2 separate regions of the Ovis aries genome follow, and region 2 is linked to region 1. The links are chromatin contacts, called in public Hi-C maps. All regions are on one chromosome and are shown on one strand. The core of a region is the stretch at or near the end of the contact, and the rest is flanking DNA. Distances in the headings are between cores, read along the strand shown.

What was found. Hi-C and Micro-C count contacts between places; a contact is called where the count stands out from the background.
Region 2: a contact with region 1 is called in a Hi-C map of muscle, with 3 times the contacts expected there. The contact joins two enhancer-like sites. A contact is called at or near these places in 5 of 16 Hi-C or Micro-C datasets (mixed tissues, muscle, skin fibroblasts and 1 more).

Annotation. Positions count from the first base shown.
Region 1 is chr12:64,567,646-64,572,197 of ARS-UI_Ramb_v3.0, reverse strand. It overlaps TSEN15 (tRNA splicing endonuclease subunit 15), which reads right to left. Exons shown (of 4, transcript XM_060396195.1): 4 at 4,249-4,552. Among named protein-coding and RNA genes, the nearest start is that of TSEN15, 31 kb to the right of the region's middle. Within about 2 kb of position 1,692, at least 6 of the 54 cell types and tissues checked have an H3K27ac peak or open chromatin away from gene starts, as enhancers often do.
Region 2 is chr12:65,105,747-65,110,369 of ARS-UI_Ramb_v3.0, reverse strand. No RefSeq gene overlaps it. Among named protein-coding and RNA genes, the nearest start is that of EDEM3, 120 kb to the left of the region's middle. Within about 2 kb of position 1,294, at least 9 of the 54 cell types and tissues checked have an H3K27ac peak or open chromatin away from gene starts, as enhancers often do.

The DNA.
Region 1 (4,552 bases), core at 443-2,942:
TAGAATTATGGTAGGATTTCAAGCAGTAGCAAGCATATTTGGGAGATGTCTAGGGTGCCAGACCCTTCCTCACTGAGGGTGAAAACATCATTTAGAAGTTCCCCGAGTCTACTTTGTCCCAGCACAAAATTTAGCTCCAATAAGCAAAGAACCTTTCTGATTTCTCATTTAACCTTAAATATTGTTTTAGGTTTGCTTACATAAAAGCATGGACATGGATGTATTTATTCTTTGGGATAAAACTTTATCAATACATTGCCAATGCATCTGTTTAGTTCAGTGGCTCAGCTGTGTCCAACTCTTTGCAACCTCAAGGACTGCAGCATGCCAGGCCTCCCTGTCCATCACCAACTCCAGGAGCTTGCTCAAACTCATGTTTATCGAGTCAGTGATACCATCCAACAATGAAAGCGTCATCCAACTTTTATCACTTTATACATATACATGCATATACTTTTACACATAAAGTAATAAAAGCAAGTAAACGGGGCTTCCCAGGTGGCACTAGTGGTAAGAACCCACCTGCCAAAGCAGGAGACATAAGAGACATGGGTTCGATCCCTGGGTCGGGAAGATCCCCTGGAGGAGGGCATGGCAACCCACTCCAGTATTCTTGCCTGGAGAATCTCATGGACAGCGGAGTCTGGAGCGCTACAGTCTGTCACGTCTCAAAGAGTCAGACACGACTGAAGCAACTTAGCATAGCACAGCAAGTAAATAACATCAGCTCTGCTGTGAGAATCAAAATAAACAGTACTGAAGCTCTTGGTAGCGAATAAAAGACTACAATTATTGTTTAGCATTTATATGTAATACTGGCTTGTAACATTCTCAAATTACCTGTACACAGAGATTTTTCTCCTTGTAAGTCAGACAAAAGTCTTTGAGAGGTGCCCTAGGCAATATTTCTCTGTATCTTGTCCAACGTTCAGTCGTTTGGGACAAATAATAAATATGCAATGATTTTCTGAAAACTGTTCAGTTGTGGAATCCCTTCACCATTAAGTAAACAGCATAAACTTCATACTTCATATGCTGCGTGACAGGTATTCCTCACTCATACCAGCAACACTCTTTAGAGTTTTGGCCAGGAGAGTCGTAATATGCTATCTGCACTCCTTAAGAGCACAGGTCATATCTCAATAATCTTTGTTACCTCAGCACCTACCATAGTCATCTAAGCACAGAGGAGTCCAGTTAATGTCTGAAGATAAATTAAATGTTAATAAATTAATAAACTTTAATTAAATTCCTAATACTACCTCCAATTAGTATCCTGAAATCTAAAAAGCCAATCTTTGTTTGATTTTAGTTAAAATGGTTTATCTTCCAGAATCATCTAAACATTTTAAAAGTAGACCCATCCAATAAGTTATGTGATTTTCCCATCTTCTTCCTTTGTGAACCTAAGTAAGCTCTTATTCAAAGATCATTAAGGGGATTAGCTGCAGGAGTGGGGGTGGTAAGGAACGGACAGCTCTTGGTCTGGAAGGAGGGAAAATTGTACTAATTGTTCAGAGAATACGACATTATTCCGCACATGTAAACAGTCAAGGTAACATACTGCAGATGGATAAAGAGCTTCTGTCTAGAAGAACTATAAACTCTGGCAGGAACCACAGTGCTGCCGCAGTGAAAGCCCTCCTGCTGGGGCTGCAATGGAAAAAGTGACCTCAGTGAGGAATTCAGAACTGAAACGCTCGGAGAGAGAAGATGAAACACCATGAAGTTTTGATTAAGCCACTTGGTTCCAGGCATATAAAAGTGTAAAGCTGTTTCAGCTTTTTTTCAAACTGCAGATTCCATGAACTTTGTGGATGACTATTCTATTCTAGTTGTAGCTTAGAATTCCTAAGTGCCTCCACCCTCTGTTCTTCATGAGAGATATGCAGTGTTTAAGACCGCATTCTCCTAGACAGCCCAGGTAAGGAAGCAAAGTAAGTTCAGTCTGGAGTCACAGGACCTAGATCACTCAGTGTTCTGAGCCGTCCCAGCACAGAAGGAGCACTGAGGAGGAACCCCAAAATACAAAGACAAAGACAGTACTAGAGGGAAACCACCGCACACCCTTTCCTCCATCCTGCTCCCATCTAGAGAGGGCGTCCCTTTAGTGGACAAGTTTATAGGTGTTACAGTAGCAATTTACATCTCTCACCACCAGGAATTAGCCAGTTCAGTGAGTGTTTTAGAGCTGGTGTCTCTTGCTACCTGATCTGCTCTTGAAAATTTTATTTAATGTATTAGGCTTCTGCATGGAAAAAATGAAATGCATCATGGCAGACGAATATGAACAAAACCATATTCGAGGAAAAAAAAAACAGTCACCCACCCACTCTTGCCCCAAATAAGCTTTTATTTTTAAATATAGATTTATATTTCCAGTAATGCATGAATCAAGTCACATATTTAATGTCAGCAGAGAGTGTAATTTTGGAGTCATACCAGAAAGAAAAAGGAGGGGGAAGGTAAGCACATAAAACTTATTTATATTTTTATTTATTTTCATCGATTGAAAATAAATTTTCAGGAGTACCACTTCTCAAGTTAATTCATTTCTAAAGTCTGAAAATTTTGTGCTTATTTAGCAGTGCCCTCTGGTGTCCAAACTGATCATTTTAGTTTGCCTTCGGGCAAAAAGTAAACCATTATACAAATAAACAAGTCTACAATTAGCATTCATTTTTTCATGAAATATTTGAGTGCTCAGTATATGCCAGTTTGTGAAAGGTGATGAGCTACACAGAAGTATTTTTAAAAAGACATGGTTTGTTATCACTTATATGTGGAATCTAAAAATAAAACAAACTAGTGAATATTAACAAAACAGAAACAGACTCAGAGATACAGAGAACAAATTAGAGGTTACCAGTAGGGAGGAGGGAGGATGGAGGGGCAAAACGGGGGTAGGGGGTTAAGAGACACAAACTACTATGTGCAAAATAAAAACCAACAAGGATACACTGCACAGAAAGGGAAATATACCGTTATGCTGCAGTAACTTTAAACGGGGTAGAATCTAGAAAAGTATTGAATCATTATGCTATATATCTGAAACTAATATTGCAAATCAACTACAATTTAATTTAAAAAATTTTAAGGACACAGTTCTTTGTTCTGTTCTTAAAGAGCCCATTGTCTAACAAGAGAAGTAGATGTAAATGCAATTATCTGATAAAAGGTTAATTACTTGATCATACTATAGAAATCAGTTTACCAATTTTTCACTAAAATGAGACCAACAGAGCTAAGTTGTCTCCATTTTCAACCTGTTCTGGACCATTCTTCACACGAGCAGGTATCTGGCTGTCCTGGGACAGGGCGACTTCTGTCAAGTACATAGGGACCATTCCAAAAAAAGAGTAAACGTTCCAGAACATACAGGGAGATTGAAACCTAGTTTTGGAGCTTTCTCACAGAAAGCTCCTTTCACAGTCAACCCCAAGGCACTTCTGATCTTGTAGTTACCTAGGGGCCCACCGGTCACCAGGCCTGACACATAAATTTAATGTTCATTTAGTCTTACATATCTTTCTGAAAATACAGACTGTTTTCTAACACTGCAATGAAAAGCCTCAAAAGGAGTCAAATGGCAAAGACCCTACGAACCGATAAGTCTGCACATTTCTACCTGGGGTCACAGAAACACACTTTGTTCTGAATTGGCGGATATTCAGGCCTTCTGGGGAAGGAAAGACCAAGACCTTCCATCAAAAAGAAAAGTCAAATTCAAATAACACCAAAGGAAAGGAGTCAGGAACTACTGTGGCTCAAGAATGATGCTTTAAACAATTTTCCTTCTTTTGGCCAAGTTCCCATTCTTGTTACTGCTGTTTTCAAGTGTAATAAGCCCTGGTTTGCTTCTAACCAACAGAAAATGGCAAAGGTGACAGGATCCATGACTACATTATGTAAGATTACAAGGTCCACCTTGCGGACTCTGTCACTGGCTTTGAGCAAACAACCAGTTACGCTGGCAAGGCTCATGCGACCAAGAGGGTGGCCTCTTGCTAACAGCCCACTAAACCGAGGTCCTCAGTACAAGGGCCCACAGAGAACAGAAAGCTGCTCCCAACCACAGGAGTGAGGAAGGAGACCTTTCCCCAGTACAGCCTCAGATGAGACTACAGCCGTGACAGCCTTACAAAGGACCCAATGCTGAGATATTAAACGTGTTGTAGTTTTAAGCTGCAAAATTTGTGGTAATATTAATATACAAAAATAAATCACAAATACAGATCTCAGGATACATTTTTTTACTTTAAAACATTTTTATTATAAAAGTAATACCAACAAAGAAAAACTAAAATCTTAAAGAAAGACAAAGCCGTCCATTTACTGCCCTGCGCTCCTATTATAACTACAGTTAGGAATTTATTTTGTCCTCTTTTTTATTATACACTTGGTGTGTTATTTACAGCCATAATCATACCCATTCATACACTTTTGTATCTTGCTTTTTTATTTTTACTAAGCATTTTCTCATGTTTTACAGCATACTCATTTCTAATTTTTAATGGGTACATAACACACAATTCATTACCTTTGTATGTTT
Region 2 (4,623 bases), core at 45-2,544, 540 kb before region 1:
CTATGTGTATGAGGAGTACATGGTGGGTTTGGTTGAGGAGGGACACATTTAGGGGAGCTGTTTCAACTGGAGGAAGGGAAGATGAGACGGAAGGAAGGATGAGAATACTGGAGGGAAGCTGGAGAAGGTGGCTCAGAGGTGGCCCAGGCAAAGAATGTGATCAAGCAGAGAGGACGTGGCGTGCTGACCCAAGGCACACATGTGAGTGGCCCTAAGGCTGAGTGGTTACAAGCTAGGCCTCTGAGTCAGATGACCTAATCCTGGGTCTGCATGCATGCAGTGTGACCTTGGGCAAGTTACTCAATCTCTCTGTGGCTCAGTCTCCCCAACTATAAAGCTTCATAGGGGTTATCTGAAGGATTATGTGAGAGAACATTTCGTCTCTGTTTGGTATGTGGCAGTGACTGTTATGAGGGTGGACCAGTTGGGGACCAGTTGATGGCCTTGATGTCACACTGTCCCCCAGTGACTATCAGTGTTTGGTAGACTCGGCTTCTGCTAAGAAGTCCATTCACCTGGGACCTGAGGATGCAAATCAGCTCTGATCATGACCAAGAGACTTCAGTTTACCTGGGTCTTCCTACTTAATACCAATGACCCTGTTTACTTTTAGTTTGGAAAATCTTCAAGCTTTTTCCTTCCAATTTTGTGTGGGGGAGGAGGGGTGGGAATGAGGAGATGTTTGTGGCCCCTGGCAGGAGTCAGAGGGGACCCCGGGGCACCAGAATTCCAGAGTCCCTAGGAGCACAAATCCTGAAGATTATGTCAAGGATAAAAGAGGATTTAGGGTGACGATTTAAAGCTTCCTTTCTCCTTTTTCGGCCAAGGGCCTGGGAAGAGGGGGTGGGAGCTGAAAACAGACAGAGCCTTGTTAGTGACTTGAATTTTCACATGTAGAATGATGGAGCTTCGGAAGGGAGTTTCTGCTCTGCGTGGCCCGCCCATCCCACGCCATCTAACCTGATCTTTAAATCGGCAACTCCATTTGTATTCCAGTCTGACCATGGGAGACTCATATCCCTGTGGGCCCCAGCCTTGGTTTGTAGCTGATGAGAAGTGTTCAGGGGAGGCTTCAGCCAACACAAAAGGACTGTGGGGAAACTAGCCAGCCCCAGGCTCACCCCACAGCTGGGGCCCTGGGAAGCAGGGAGGAGGCAGACCAGTCTTTACAACTGCTTTTTATAGGATACTGTCTGTCTTGGTTATATTCAGGGCTCTCAGTCCCAGATAGGAGAGCAAACCATGAGAACCCAGTGTCAGGTCAATGACCAAGTGCCGAGCATACCAATGACCACAGCTCTGGGAACAATTGGAGCAAGTGCTTGAAATTCCAGCCGCGAGCCTGGCTGCCCCACGTGAGGGGATGCTTATGTCTCGGGTAACATCCCAGCTGGCAATTCCCGAACTCACCAGGAGTTCAACCACGGCAGCCCCAGTTATAACCACCATAACCCTCACCCCACACTTTGGCTCTGCCCCAGACAAGGTCCTGTTCTGTGTGTTCAGTTGAGAGATGCTGCAGGAAGATGAGCAGCCACTGCTCCCAGCCCCCTTGCCAAGGGGACCCAGCTCTCTTGGGGATGGGAGCTGCCTTCCCTGAGGTTTGTCAATTTGATGGGAAGAGGCTCCTTTCCAAGATGCTGTGTGTTAGCCTGAACGTATCTCCCAGGGCCAGGGGCATCCTGAGAGCTGACAAGCAGTGGGGTGAGGAACACTGCTAGCAGGAGTAGGCTTAGGCTGCAGCTTGAGGTCAGCGATAACCTGGGGTCAGTTATGAGGGGTAAGTCTCCCGTTCAGGATGGGGGAGTTCACGAAATTCTCTTCCTTCAGAATGGCTTAAGCAAAATCCTGCCTGGACACCCGATGAACCCTGAGGCCTTTCGCTAGCCTGAGCTCTTCATCTTCTGGGGGTTGATTCGTTCTCTTGTCCACCACCAAGAGGGACTCACCTTCACGCGTCACCCGGAGTCCTCCTTATTCCTCACCTTTCCCGGTTCATTCTTATCATCACGATTGGTAGCAGAGTTGGGTGTTTCCTTTTCCAGGCTCTTACAGCCCCTTGGAGTGTGTGGACGGTCCAGCATGCACTACTATTCCATAGCTCCCTGGGGGCAGGGTTCATTCTGTCCATCTTTGTTTGCTGGTGACCATCTCAGTGGCATACTGGGTGCACAAGTGGCTTGGGGACCCTCCCTGTGCCTCACAGTGGCCTGGGGAGATACCTAAAAATACCCAGCCCTGCTCCTGGAGATCCTGACTTGAGTGACCTGAGGTCTGGACGTTGGTTGTGGTCTGAAAACCTCCCCATGTGACCTAACCTGCAGCCATGGTTGAGAACCATTCCCCCAGAGTAGACCGTTAATGAAAGCTTGTCTTAGGATGAACCAATGAGCTTTGTCTAAGTGACACCTTCTCTTTTATTGTGTGTGTGTATGTGTGTGATTCTCAAGCCCTACTCACCCCTAGCATTTATTCACTCTTAACACCATTAGTTTGAGCCATACAACTCTTGGGATTGGTGTTTATACACTCTCGTGTGTAGAATGGATGGCTAGTGGGAAGCTGCTATACAGCAGAGGAAGCTCAGCTCAGGGCTCCTTGATGACCTAGAGGCGGTGGGAGGGAAGCTCAAGAGGGAGGGGATATGTTTCTACATAAGCTGATTCACTTCATTGTGTAGCAGCAACTAACACAGCATTGTGAAGCAGTTGTGCTCCAATTAAAAAAAAAAAGTTCTGGAAGGAGAGCTACTGGCAGGCATTTCAACTCTGATGTTTAAAACAGCATTGAACAGCTCACTAAGTCTTAGGAAGTTCCTTCTCTAGCAAGTGGAATTCTCTCTCATTCTCCAGCATCACTTCACATCTGCCAAGCCTCTTCTTTAACGTTTCCTCGATGGGAGACCATGTTTCTGAGCCGTGTGGAAAGTAGTCATGGGCAGGTCTGAGGGGCCACGTGTGAGCCCCCAGGTGGGTTGAGCAGCCTGCAGGGAGATGCATGTGGACAGGGTGTGTTATGCCAAATGGGAACACACATGAGGTGATTGAGTTTCATTCACAGCAAAAATGAGAGAGTCAGATCACAAAACATTTGCTGAAATACCATATGATATTGCTTACATGTGGCACCTAAACCACCACACAAATGAACCTATCTATGCAAGATAATCAGACTCACAGACTCAGAGAACAGACTTGTGTTTGTCGGTGGGGGGTGGGGGAGGGAAGGATTGGGCATTTGGGATTAGCAGATGCAAACTATTACATACAGGATGGATAAACAATAAAGCCCTACTGTGTATAACAGGGAACTAAATTCAATAGTGATAAACCCTGATGGAAAAGAATATGAAAAAGAATGCATATACATATAACTGAATCATTTTACTGTAACAGCAGATATTAGCACAACCTTCACTAAATTAAAAAAAGAGTTTGCTGAGTCCAGTTCTGTGTGCAGCTCACTGCTAGGTGCTGTGGGACTTCAGGGTGCCTGCCCTCTGTGTGGGAAAGCGAGAGAAGAGGACCTCAAAATATGAGCTGAAGCACAGATTTCCAAAGCTCCCAGAGCTCCAAAAGGGGTGATGTCCATTCCCTGTCAGAGCTTTGGTGTCTCAGCTGTGGCTGACAACAGCCCCTGAGCCTAAATCAGCGGCAGCTGGTCCCTGGGACGAGGTCTCTTTTTGAACATACGAAAAGAGCACAGGGAATATATTGCAAATTCACAGGTACTGTATTTCCCATATTTGCTCCAGTTACTTAAAAAATTTTTTTTTTACTGTGTGTCAGATCTTGGTTGCAGCATGCAGGCTCTCTAGTTGTGGGGTGCAGGCTTAGTTGCTCTGCAGAGGCAACGTGGGATCTTAGTTCCCTGACCAAGGATTGAACCACATCCCCCTGCATTGAAAGTTTGAGTCTTAACCACTGGACTGCCAGGGATGTCCTTGCTCAAGTTAATTTTTTAAAACACTGAAACGTTGTTAACTCACCCCTGTGCCATTTCCCCTTCCCCCCTCCTTTTTTTTTTTTAAGAATGAGCTTCTATAATTTACATCTTATGTATGCCTAATCATTTTTTAAAATTCATTTTTAATATTTAGTTTTATTTATTTGGCTGTGTGGGGTCTTACTTGTGGCATGCAAATTCTTAGTTACAGCAGGTGGAATCTAGTGCCTTGACCAAAACTGAACCTGGGGTGCCCTGCGTTGGGAATGCAGAGTCTCAGCCACTGGACCACCAGGGATGTCCCCCTCCCTCCTTTCTTGAAATTGGTATTTGTCTTTCCCAAGTATGTTTCCCTATGCATATTACTATACACATGGGCGTCCACCCACAGTACATGATACGGTGTTACCAGCTTTCAAACTTTATATAAATGGTGTCACACTGCACCCTCTGCATGATGTTCGTTCACTTCCCTGCTTTTGAGGTTTATCCATGCTCACCCAGGATTAATGAAACTACTATTTATTCATCCATTCTCTTTCTGATGGGCTTTAAGAGTGCATTCCATTTTTCCTGGTTAGAAATAATGCTACAACCTTGTTTGTAATGTGTATTTTGGCACACATATCCGTTTCTTTTCCTTCTTCCCTGCCTTCCTTCTCTTCCTTTTGAAGTACA